Regions from separate parts of the Zea mays genome. Here region 2 is linked to region 1. A link is a contact called in public Hi-C data. All regions are on one chromosome and are shown on one strand. Each heading gives the region's core, a stretch centred on a gene start, on an enhancer-like site or on the middle of the called end of the contact. The rest is flanking DNA. Distances are from core to core; before and after follow the strand shown. Region 1 holds the start of LOC103650724 (kinesin-like protein KIN-4C). Region 2 holds the start of LOC103650721.

Region 1 (6,394 bases), core at 2,292-4,791:
GAGATTCTAGTTTCTATAAGCCTCTAGGACTTTATTATGTGTCTCACTGGTTGGGTCAAGGTATGACTTATGACCTGCTTCTTTGATGAGTGGATAAAGTAGAACATGATTATAACAAGCCAATTTTCTTTTCTTTAACTTCCATAATTGCCTAAAAACCTTGTCAAGCTAATCTAGTACTCCCTCCATCTCAAATCATAAGTCATTTCAACTTTCTTGGAGAGTCAAAACATCTCAAATTTAGCCAAAGTTATAGAGAGAATTGCAAAGAATAATGACATCAAATCGGTAATACTGTGAAAATATAATTAATGAAGAATCTAATTATACTTATTTGGTATCATAAATGTTATTATTTTATTGTATAAATTTGGTCAAATCTGAGATGCTTTGACTCTCCAAGAAAGTATATTTTGTGGAGTACATTGGTACAATTTACAAGTGAAATGCTATAACTTACAAGTGAAATGCTATAACTTACAAGTGAAATGCTATAAAATATATCATTGATGAATTTTATTTATTTTCTTATACTATAACCATCATTTGTTTCTCACCACGATACTTTCCCTTTGTTTCAAGGGTTTACTGAAGGAGGACTCAGATGGGTCTAAATTTTGGGCATATGGCGGCGACTTTGGAGATACTCCAAATGACTCCAATTTTTGCCTCAATGGCATTGTGTGGCCTGATCGGACGATTCACCCAGCTCTTCATGGTAACCCGGAAATACTAGGGGGAAATGTTTGTCTTGGTTATCAATGTGTTAAACTAATATCTTTGTCTCTAAAGTCATTGGATGCCAACTTGGTTGACCAAATTGATTCTGGTTGCAGAAGTAAAATACCTTCACCAGCCTATCAAAATATCATCAGCAGATAATATGCTTAAGGTAACCTCTGGTTGATGTTTGCTAGTCATCGAGTTATTTTCTTATGTGCTTTGTGCTTCTAATAGCTCCATTATGATCACTCAGATTGAAAATGGACACTTTTTTGAGACAACAGAAGCTTTGGACTTCAGTTGGGTTCTTCATGGAGATGGTTGTGTCTTGGGCTCTGGTCCATTGAATATTCCAACTTTGGCACCACAAACTAGTCAGCTCATCAACATGGAATCATCACCTTGGTTTGCCCTTTGGAGTGCCTGTGCAGCAAAAGAAGTATTTTTGTCTGTGAATGTGAAACAAAGGCATGAAACACGATGGGCTAAAGCTGGTCATCTCTTGGCTTCAGCACAACTGTGTTTGCCTCAGAAAAATGGCTTTGTCCCCAGCGTATGTTTTCTCAGCCTGATCTTGTTTACTACTATACTCCTGTTTGGCTGTTTCGTCCTCATCGTCTAACAGCTTAATACTATTTTACTCCTGTTTCGTCCTCATTGTCTCACAGCTTAGTGTTACTTTACTCCTGTTTCTTCCTCGTTGTCTTACAGCTTAATATCATCTTCAGGTGATAGCATTGTCCAGTAGCCCTTTGGTCTGTGAACGCATTGGTGATAATGTAACCATCTGCAAGAATAATGCCTGGAAAATTAAAGTAAACAGTCAGTTGGGAACAATCGACAGCTGGAAGGTATGTAGAATGTTCATGGGGAGTTAAGAAACATGGTGTCCATACTTGTATGTAGTCAATTAATAAAATTATTAATACATGCCAACAGCACTAACCTAGGAAAAGTGTAAATCAAGTGGACTGATAAATCTGTCATAGAATGCCCTGTACTCATAGGTATATCTCCATCGCGTCTTGGGTGCAAGCGCGATCAGCATTATGTTGGTTTAAAGGTCCCAATAGTAATTGGCTTTACATAGAGAAAGGAACCAAAGCCTTAAAAGTTAAAACTCATGGTTCTTTTGCAAACAACAGGTCAACGACGTTGAGCTTATGAGCAAGGGGATACTCCCATGCTTTTGGCGCGCACCAACTGACAACGACAAAGGAGGTTTCTTCACCAAGCCATATGACTCGCGATGGAGAGAAGCCTTCCTCGACAATGTCTCGTTCCACAGCAGCCAGTTCTCTGTCAAGGAGTTGCCGGACAACACCGTGGAGTTCTCCACCCTCTACTACGGTGTTCCCGGGCACCTACCCAAGCCTGACGACGAAGCCTCCGAGTCCATTCTCTTCCGGGTGAAGATGGTATGCCGGATCCACGGGTCAGGCGACGTGGTTCTCGACTACGAGGTAAACCCCAGGAGCGACCTCCCTCCCCTTCCCCGGGTGGGCGTCGTGTTCAGCGCCGGGAGGTCCCTGAGCCACGTCACGTGGTACGGGCGCGGGCCCTTCGAGTGCTACCCGGACCGCAAGGCGGCGGCGCACGTCGGCGTGTACGAGAGCAGCGTGGAGGAGCTGCACGTGCCGTACATTGCCCCCGTGGAGTGCGGCGGGCGGGCGGACGTCAGGTGGGTGGCACTCCGCGACGCCGGCGGGCTCGGCCTGTACGCGTCGGCGCACGGCGGCTCCCCGCCGATGCAGATGAGCGCGAGCTACTACGGCGCCGCGGAGCTGGACAGGGCAACGCACGTCCACAGGCTGGTGAAGGGGGACGACATCGAGGTGGGGAAGCTTTTTGTTTTTGCTTTTGAGCTCCTGGCTGGCATCGGCCGAGCTGCTGCGAAGTGGTCGGGGAGGAGTGATGGCTCTCGGCTTCGTGTTTGTTTCGCAGGTGCATCTTGACCACAGGCACATGGGGCTGGGCGGCGACGACAGCTGGTCGCCGTGCGTGCACGAGCAGTACCTGCTGCCGCCGACGCGGTACGCCTTCTCCCTGCGGCTCTGCCCCCTGCTGCCGTCGTCGTCGTGCCATGACATCTACAGGTCTCAGCTCCCCAGCTGATGGTGCCGTGTGCCGGAGACCCGTCGACGTCGAGCCTTGGGAAACAACAATGAACGCAATGGCCTGGCCAGTGAATGAAAGTATATAATATTGTAATAAAGCAGAGACGTATTAGCTCCTGCAACGGCCTCGCGATCGCCTGGATATGTCTATGCTGAGGGGGTGTTTAGTTAACTAATAACCTAACTACATATGGCGCCAAGTTACTAAAACTTAATAAATAACTATTACTAACTAATAAATAGTAACTGAATTCCTAACTTAATAAATACTTCCTCCGTTTATAAATATATGACACCGTTGATTTTTTAAAAACAACTTAGATCACTCGTCTTATTAAAAAAAATAATGAGTTACCATTTATTTTTTATGGTTTATTTGATCACTTAAGATAGTTTGTGCTTGATTTAAAATTTTACTTTTTTTAAAAAAATATTTTAAATAAGATGAGTGGTCAAAATTTTCGAAAAAAAGTTAACAGTGTCATATATTTGTGAACGGAGGTAGTAGTAAGTACCTAAGTAGCTAACCTACTACTAACTAGCTACCAACAAAATTAATAGCTATATAAACTAGTATATAGCTCGTGTTAACACTACGATCAGCGACATGAGGGGAGGGATTGACGGCGGCATCAGCGACACGAGGGGAGGGGTTGGTGGTGGCCGCACGAGTGAAGGGGGTGGGGAGGAGGTTATGGGATAGGGTCTCGGTGAGGGAGAGGAGGGATGATCCAAATAATATTGTCCATTAGATTTGAATAAGAGAGGGAGTATCCAACGATCTGAACCGTTGATTTTGATGGTTTGCTAAGTTTGCGTGTAATTTGTTTGGTGGATTTAGTGAAGTTTATGGGTGTAGGGGTGATTTGGTTGATGTGCCTTGCAAAGTCTAAACTGATGGATTATATAGCGTTATAAATAAACAACTACTGCTACTCTACTAGTTAATAACTACACTAGTATAATATTCATGTGTTCGACAAAATTTTCTTAATTCTAATTGTCCGGGCGTATTGTGGCGGACGACATATAAATATTCGATAAAATGTTAACTCATAACAATCATCGACTTCAGTATATCACATATTCTTTACTAGCAACCACCGATGGGAAAGGTAATGCTGGGGTGCGGCGGCGGCGTTTGGCGAGTCGGAGGCCAGCAATATAGCCTTGATGTTGCCTATGGCTTTGCAGAAGAATTTGGGTGAGGGAAGCGGTGATGGGAACTAGATCAGCTACTTCAGCAAAAGGAGGTACTAGTCCCCTGTCTCTACTATTTTGACCACTTTGTTTCTTAACACTAGCCTTTTATTTCTAATTTACATGTACTGACGTAGTTATGTATCCTCAATCTGCTAGCCCATTATTTTTTGTCTTGATTCACCTTGTAGAGTATAATTATACCTCCTTTTCATGTTTCAAAAGGCAGAGATGAAACAATTTGCCAAGAGTGATATTTTTGTTCTCAAGCAACATTATGAAAAGAAATTAGATGACTTGGAACAAGAAAATAAAGCTCTTCAGGTTTTTACTAGCTTACCTTGCGGACACTATGCTCTTTTTTCCCCTGAATTCTTGTTTGTAGAAAGAAATAGAGAATCTTCACCATGCATTAACCAATGTATGTTCTTCTATGGATGAGAATGCTCAAAAACTGAAAGAAAACTATCTTCAGAAGCTGAATGCACTTGAATCCCAGGTTTGTACATTCAGCTAAATGCTTGTTGCATTGCATTTCTCATCATATGCTAAGAACACACCATTTGCAGGTCCATGAGCTCAAGAAACAAAAAAGTGATGAGGCAGCAAAGCGTTTACAAGAAGATATTCAGCATATAAAATCTCAGAAGGTGTTTTTTCCTCAAAATGTTTCTTAATGCGATTTAAGTTTTTTTCCTGACATATATTCCTTTCATTCCATGTAGGATCAGCTTCAACAAAAGGCCAAGCAAGAGTCTGAAAAATTTATGTCTTGGAAGGCTGCCCCTGAAAAGGAAGTAATACAGGTACTTGTTCTTAACATGTTGATCATGTTTATGAACTTCTTTCTCAAAGATCTCGTTGTGATAGTGCTGTATATCCATTAATTAGCTCAAGAAGGAAGGGAGACGAAATGAATATGACATGCACAAGCTCTTGGCTTTAAATCAGAGGCAAAAAATGGTAAATTCTTCATTTTTCCTCTTTCAGCTTTAAGATAGCATGATTGTCGCCTACACCATTCTGCTTGAAATTGTAGGTCTTACAGAGGAAAACTGAAGAAGCAGCAGCTGCTACAAAAAGATTCATGGAGTTGCTGGAAGCAAAGAACTCATCACTTGAGACATATGGTAGGAAGTGATGTCCAATGGCTTCATATTTTTACCATTAGGTTTCATGTGTGCTCATTATTCCTAGCTGGTTATACTTTTACTAGTTTTGGTTTCTTGTTTTTACAGGCAGTGGAAATGCTTCGGGGATGCAGGTATCCTTCGAGAAATCTTTGTTAGGGAATGAATAAACTATTTCCCATCTGTGTTCTGTAACGTGTCTGAAACATTATTTTTATGTCACTAGGCCTTAATGCGAGCTGTTGATGATGAACTGGAAGTCACTATAAGAGCACATGAATTACGCTCGTATTACCAGCGACAAATGCAAGAGTAAGTCTTTGTTTTGCATTGATAATTTGTAGATCCTGACCTTCTAGAGTTTTCGTTATTTTGTGGTGCGCTATATGCATGTATGAGCATTATTTTTGGGCAATTTTTTTATGATGAGATAGATAGATTTGTAGTTATTCAATTAAATATGAACTCAAGATAATTTGCTATTGTGCTCCCTTGTTGTTAGACCACTTGAGAATTAGATTTGGGCCAATCCATAGGGCAGTGACTATAAATATTGAATAGGTTTGCTTCCTTCTGCCATGCTGTTTGATTTCCCAACACATAATTCTGTGAAGAGAAATAATGGGCTAGTAGTAAGATTTTGCACTAACCATAATATAAATTCAAATTCCTGGCGAAACCGTGGCATCATTAACTGTCTCCAAAAATACTGACTTGATATACCTATATCAATCATTCACCCCTTTTCTTTCTAACCTTAGCGACATAATATGTGAACTGTAGTTGAAATATGATTAACCTGAGCAGCATAATATTTATATATTAATATATGTACTGTAATTTAAATATGGTGGATTCTTTATACATTTTGTACAACATTAGCTTTGGACAACTGCCCCTGTTTGAAATTTCTTTTTTCCTCCTTAAAACAGGAGAGCAGCAATATCCAAGGAAATAGCAAAGCTGGAGGAGGAACCAAAGCACAAGATGAGGTTTGGTGATTTACATCTCTTTTGCTTTTAGGGGTTAAGTGATCTGTTTCAGTGTCTCTGAATTGTCGCTTATTAGCTGTTATTTCTGTAGTGATTGTCCTCAAGCTATGTCTCCTAGTGCTAGAAGTTTTAGGATATCAGCATTAGAGAACATGTCCTCATCATCAAGCGCTATGGTGTCTATGGCTTCTCAACTATCAGAAGCAGAGGAGCGGGAGCGGGTATTCAATGG
Region 2 (6,394 bases), core at 2,404-4,903, 150 kb after region 1:
AAAGCTTTAGTGACTAGTGAGAGAGATTTGCTTGTGTTCTTTCGAGCTCTTGCGCTTGGATTGCTTTCTTCTTTCTTGATTCTTTCTTGCGATCAAACTCACTTGTAATTGAGGCAAGAGACACCAATCTTGTGGTGGTCCTTGTAGGAACTTTGTGTTCCAAGTGATTGAGAAGAGAAAGCTCACTCGGTCCGAGGGACCGTTTGAGAGAGGGAAGGGGTTGAAAAAGACCCGGCCTTTGTGGCCTCCTCAACAGAGAGTAGGTTTGAGAGAACCGAACCTCGGTAAAACAAATCCGCGTGCCTCACTTCACTATTCGCTTGCGATTTGTTTTGCACCCTCTCTCGCGGACTCTATTATATTCCTAACGCTAACCCGGCTTGTAGTTGTGTTTATATTTGTAAATTTCAGTTTCGCCCTATTCACCCCCCCTCTAGGCGACTTTCAGGGGACAACTCCAAGTTGGTAATGTCTAAGAAATTAGGTTCTAGGAAGATATTTGGATTAATGGTTTACCACTCAAGGAGCAATTCTCTAATTATATAATGTTATGCGCCGGAAGAATGCCTTAGTCGCAGTTGTGCTACCACAGACAACGCAAAATTTAACTTTCCGCATACCGATTGTTGGGGTCAGATTGATAGAATGGCAACACTTGTTGATTTTTGGTTGACAACATCTATGTTGGGGCGGAAAGATATCTCTTTATGTAGAAGGTGAATGCATCCAGACATTTCTTGGTTTGGTCTATGTACAATATTCTAATGACCACTCCAAATTCAAATCAACCTTACTGGCTGTGCAAACTAAAACTTCCCTTTAAGGTCAAAATTTTCCTTTAGTATATAGGAAGAGGAGTGATTCTTACTAAATATAATTTGAAAAGGAGAGGGTGGATATGAAGCCCCAAGTGTAGTTTCTGTAACCAAGATGAAACAATCCAACATCTCTTTTTCGATTATTATTTGGCTAGAGCAGTTTGGAGGATTATTTTTATTGATCTAAATACAGAAAACCCATTAGTATTAATCATATTATAGGGACATGGCAAAGTAGTAAAGGAATTTCTTACAAAAAAATAAATATTAATAGGGGTAGCAACCATGTTTTGGTCAATCTAGCTCTGTCGTAATGATATAGTTTTTAATGGAAAACAGATACCTTCAATTATGCAGATGATTTTCAAGAGGCCTTATTGGCTCAGATTTTAGAGGTTGATGCATCAAGACATCAAAGATGTTTCTCGCGCAATAGAAGCAGTGGCAATGGACATCTTTGCAACATATGGATGACGATGCAATGCTAGAATTGAGTCTTCTTAGTTTGTTTTTTCTATGAAAAACTATGCTTTCATATTATGTTTTGGTTAGTGTTGGGCCTGAGTACATTGATTGTAATAAGGTGCCATATGCATCATTGATGTAAAAGTCTGGAACATGCTTTTCCATTATCCAAAAAACTAAACATGTTGGCACATGGACCAATTTGGATCATTAGAATTGAATTCCATTCTAATAATAGTAATTTAGACATATATCAATTAAGCTAATTCGGTTTTATGAAAAATATATTTGTATACTATTATTAGCAAAATGTCAGAGATATTTATATGCTACATTTTTACTATAGAGGAGTGAGACGAAGAGTGTCATATAAGTTACAGAGTAGAAACAAATTCTACTAATGCATAAAATTATTTCTCATCCTCCACTCCAAGAATTTGAGATAAGCTTATATCTGAATTTTGGAAAGTTGTGGAATGTCAAATTTCAAACTAAATAAGTTACTTTATTGAGTGGATTTCAATTCCTCTAAAATAAAGGGATCCAAACGCCCCATAGGAGAATGCTCAATTTCCTTTTTTGGAATATTTAGAAGGGAATTGGATAAAATTTTTATTTTTGCGCGATGAAACTAAAGATGAATCGAAAATCCAAATAAAAAAGGAAACATGTTGGTTATAATTCAATACAAAAAGGAAAGGCAGGGCTACATTTGAGTGAATTGACTGTTGATTAGGTCTATCCCAATAACTCATGCTTAAGAAGTTACCAAATTGGTGTAGGTGGCCGTACTTTCTTGAAATTATTATGAGGTATTCTCTATGGAAAGTATTTGATAAGCAAAACAATTCATGAACAGAACACGCACACGTGATGCGCCGAGTTTAGTGGATACTTACTGAACATCCCCCTGGGTTTGAAATGTTCTTGGGAGACTTAATTTGAACCGCCAGGTTTCTGTTGCTGACTTGGCCTAAAAGAAAGAGCTAGAGCCAAGTGTAACTTTTCAAATGGGTGTACTAGTAGTACACACGAGTTGTCTGGCTGAGACTTGAAAGTGAATGTGCACGTGTAATATAGTAAACTTTATTTGATTAAATTTTAAAAAGTTTGTAGCTACCGGTGGAGCTCCACGAGGACTGATTCTCCACTCGGTTTTGCTCAGCGCAGCTGCTCTGGAAATTGGAAGCTAGCGTCGGCTGCGCTGATTGGTGTGATTGGAACAGCACTCACCATTCGTCTCTCCTTTTAGTCGTCGCTCATCTAATCTCCTGATTGGTTTCTGTAGAATATACACCTTCCTTATCCATTCCTTGGTTGAATTTGAGTCGTCGTTCATCTAATCTGCGGAATTAACGTTTGATTAATTAACCGTAGCTCTAAACAGTGGTATGTATTAATGTATTGTATTGTTCGATTTTATTTTTGTCGTATAAGGCGGAAAGTTTAGTCATTTTTAATTCTTAAATTGGTAAACATTGTGACTAAATGAGACTTCCTAAATACCCCCTCCATTTTTTTATTTGAGGTTTTGTATAGTTCAATTTTGTATTATTTGGCGTCAAATAAAAAATGACAAAAGTAGTAGAATTTTTGGGGACTATAGTTTAGTCTCTAAAGTCTAAAATAATTAAGGAGGTGTTTGATTTCTAGGGACTAATTTTTAGTTCCTTTATTTTTTTTCCATTTTAGTCTCTAAATTTTTAAATATTAAAACTAAAATAGAGTTTTAGTTTTCTTATTTGATGATCTATGGACTAAAATGGACGGACTAATAGGGTGTTTGGTTTGTAGGGACTTTTTTTAGTCCCTTCATCCCTACATTTTATTCCACTTTAGTCATTAAATTGCTAAATACGAAAACTAAAATAAAGTTTTAGTTTTATATTTAATAATTTAGAAACTAAAATGAAATAAAATGAAGAGATTAATAAGTAGTTCTTAGAAACCAAACAACATCTAAAAATTTGACCCTAGAAACCAAACACCCCTCTAAAGTATCAAACACCCTGTGAGTAATTAAGCAAGCGTTCGGTCCTAATTATCTGAGCCGATAAATTAACTGAACACCAACGTGACGCACGCGCATCACCTTCTCCGCTGGCCTGGCCATGACAACAATGCACTTGCAACCCAGCCCAAAAACGGAGGGCAGCCTGGGCAGCCATCTTATTCCACCTGTTTCCAAGTCGGCAATCACCGACGACAAACCAGCTTCGTCCTCGCAAGGAAGAAGAAAAATGGCCGTCACCTTTGACCACTGACCCAGCACGGCACGCGACGCGCACGTGAAACACCACCAAATCCATCTCTTCCCTCCCAGGCCCCAGCTTGGTCAATCTCCCTCCAAATCACACACACAGACATATATATAGCCCCTCTCCTCCCATGCATCATCCGCAGCCAGCCAAGCTCACTTCTTGCACGTGGAGGATCATCTCATCCGTCATTCCATTCTACACACAGTCAGACATGGGCAACGGCCCCTCTCTCTCGCCGTGCCTGAACCCGCACCTGCCGGAGTCGTCCGCGACGGTGCGCCTGGTGTACTGGGGCGGGCGGGCGAGGCAGCTGGCGCTCACGGGCGGCGGCGACGACGCCATTGTCACGGCCGGTGACGTCGCGGCGGAGCTCCCACCGCCGGCCACGGGCTACGCCGTGTGCCCCGCCGACGCCTTCTTCATCGGCCTCCCGATCCCGGCCATGTCCCCGGGCGAGGAGCTCCTGCCGGGCCGCACCTACTTTGTGCTCCCCGCCGCGCGCCTCCCCTGCCTCAAGGCGCTCACGCCCGCCACGCTCGCCGCGCTGTCGCAATCGCACGGCAGAAAGAAGCAGCAGCCTATCTTCGCGGTCGCGGGGTGCCCGTTCGAGCACGTCAAGGGCGCCCACGGCGGCGCCCCGCTCATCAGGGTCCTCCCGGAGTTCATCGAGAAGCTCATCACCGCCTGCGACGCCGGCGCGAACGCGAGCGCCAACAAGGACACGGCGGCCAAGCAGGCCGCGGAGCTGTGCAGCACGCCCGAGCTGAAGCGGCATTACGCGCAGCTCGTCGGGGCCGGCAGGAGCCGCCCGTGGTCGCCCAGGCTGGAGACCATCGCCGAGCGCGGTAGGTCACGGTGGATGAGGTTGGCGGCGAGGACCATGCTGTCCTCGCGTTAGCCGTGCACATCCGCGCGCGTAGCGTAGGTCGGTGTTATTAATTGTTAGCTTGCGGAGATTTCCGTTTATTTAGGAAGAATGACGAAGGACGAACAGCAAAATGTACAGATGGCTACGCATTTTTTTCCTTGCAATTTGCAAACCAGAACGAACGTTTGTTTCTCTCTCTATCTCTCTTGCCATGGTTCGTCCTGTCGATTGAACTGAGCCACCGGATGATGCTGATGACGCCAACGCCATGCAAACGCATAGCAGGCTGCAAAGCGCGGCCATGGCCGCCGCCGCGTGCGGGAGACCAGGAAATGGTCGCACACGCGTGGTAGGGAGGAACTCGGCGCGTCGAGCGCAGTCTCATCGTCTTCTCCGGTTGACCGGACCGCGTCCGCGTCCCGCCGTCTGACGTCTCTTGGTGTAGTGGGGTTGGGGTGGTCGGCGTCGGGGAAGGAAACTGCGCGGAAAGAGAGCATCGGACAGGTGGGCTGGGCCATCTTATGCGGGCGAATGGTCTGGTCCACGGGCCGTGAACGAACGCTGGCGCTCGCGCACGGCTCCGGCAGGCCGCAGCTTTGAACGCGGCCGGGCCGAATCCCACCTGGATCCGTGGGCTTTTTTTAAGAATGCACAAGCAGGCTAGCCCGCTTTTCACCCTTCTGCTCTCCCGGCACAATGTTTCAGCAGCAAAACATATATATTCTATGTACTTTTGGTAGGCAGAAAAGTTTTAAACTATAAGTTACTTTAATGTTTTCATATACATAGCTTTTGGAATACACTTAGATATGCATCATGTCTAGACTTGATGAGTTAGACAAAAAGATTAAGACTTCCCAGCTTTCATCTACTGAGCTTGCGCTCAAAATTTATATGGACCAAAGACTTACTACCATTTTAAGAGAAGATAAAATTTGTCTCTTTGAACGTGCGAAAGATAAACATCTTTTTGAAGGGGATACTAACGCTAAATACTTTCAGTTAGTTGCTAATGGTAAACATAAAAAATAAAGAAATGTACAGTCGACCCGCGAGCTTCAAACTTTTTTCCATCCCTAGCTATGGAGATCTTTGCAAGCCATGGATGGAGATCCAATATTAGATTAGATAGCGCTTGATTCATTCTTTCTAATGATCTCGTTGTCATGTTTTATAGTGGATGTTTAGTTAATTCTCGATCTGTAATAGATGTATGCATGAGAGATGAGACTGCAAAATGCAAAAACATTTTTGCTTCCATAATAATAAAAATGTCTAGAAATATAAGTAAAGCAGTGTATATAGAAAGTTCAAAGCGTCTTATAATTTATTGGAAGAGAAAATACTATACATATATTGCTTGCAGTCTTCCACAGTTGTCACATATATATTCTTTGTGTCAACAGAACACACATGCTACTCTCTTCATTCTTTTTTATTTGTCGCGTTTTAGTTCAGAAATGAACTGACAGACGACAAATATTCGAAAATAGAGGTAGAACACCATCAATCACAGTTACAGATTAAACTAGAATACCGGCCTTATATTAGCTAGCCAGCTGCATGCTTATGGGATAACACGTATGATCCGCAGGAGTGCAGAATGCATGCGGCCAGAACTGTGTGCTGGTGGACACTAGGCTGGCTGGCTAGCTGCTGGCTGCTGCAGCTAGCTACGCGCCCCCTGCTTTCTTCCTGACGATCTTCTCCAGCTCGTCGCAGAATGCCGGGCACTCCTCGTTCATCGTTCTTTGACTTCTCTGTCAGTGCAAAAAATTGGTAGGATGGATATGATGCTGCAGGTTATATATCTGGGAGTACTCCTGGCTACCCAGCCAGCCACCAGCCATGCATTGTCAACTTAGCATGAATGCAGTGACGAGTTGTCGCGAAGATGTTTAACTTTGAAGCGTATGACATAGTTAATGTTGGGGACTTGTTTTCAAATGCTATGAGTTAAGAACAAGGCAACACAGAAAATG

The links. A called contact is a pair of places that touch in the nucleus more often than the background predicts.
Region 2: a contact with region 1 is called in a Hi-C map of leaf, with 7 times the contacts expected there. The contact joins the promoter of LOC103650721 here to the promoter of LOC103650724 in region 1. A contact is called at or near these places in 2 of 25 Hi-C or Micro-C datasets (ear and leaf).

The regions. Positions count from the first base shown.
Region 1 is chr3:150,289,508-150,295,901 of Zm-B73-REFERENCE-NAM-5.0, reverse strand. It overlaps LOC103650724 (kinesin-like protein KIN-4C), which reads left to right and starts at 3,541. Exons shown (of 13, transcript XR_564338.3): 1 at 3,541-4,364; 2 at 4,610-4,690; 3 at 4,766-4,846; 4 at 4,932-5,003; 5 at 5,080-5,170; 6 at 5,279-5,304; 7 at 5,397-5,482; 8 at 6,103-6,162; 9 at 6,254-6,394. LOC100217216 reads left to right here. Exons shown (of 18, transcript NM_001359705.1): 13 at 583-718; 14 at 837-892; 15 at 977-1,276; 16 at 1,452-1,574; 17 at 1,869-2,558; 18 at 2,668-3,136. The coding sequence ends at 2,838.
Region 2 is chr3:150,142,033-150,148,426 of Zm-B73-REFERENCE-NAM-5.0, reverse strand. LOC103650721 reads left to right here and starts at 3,653. Exons shown (of 1, transcript XM_008676287.3): 1 at 3,653-4,612. The coding sequence starts at 3,672. The coding sequence ends at 4,442. LOC103650720 (protein IRON-RELATED TRANSCRIPTION FACTOR 2) reads right to left here. Exons shown (of 3, transcript XM_008676285.3): 3 at 5,713-6,172. The coding sequence ends at 6,086.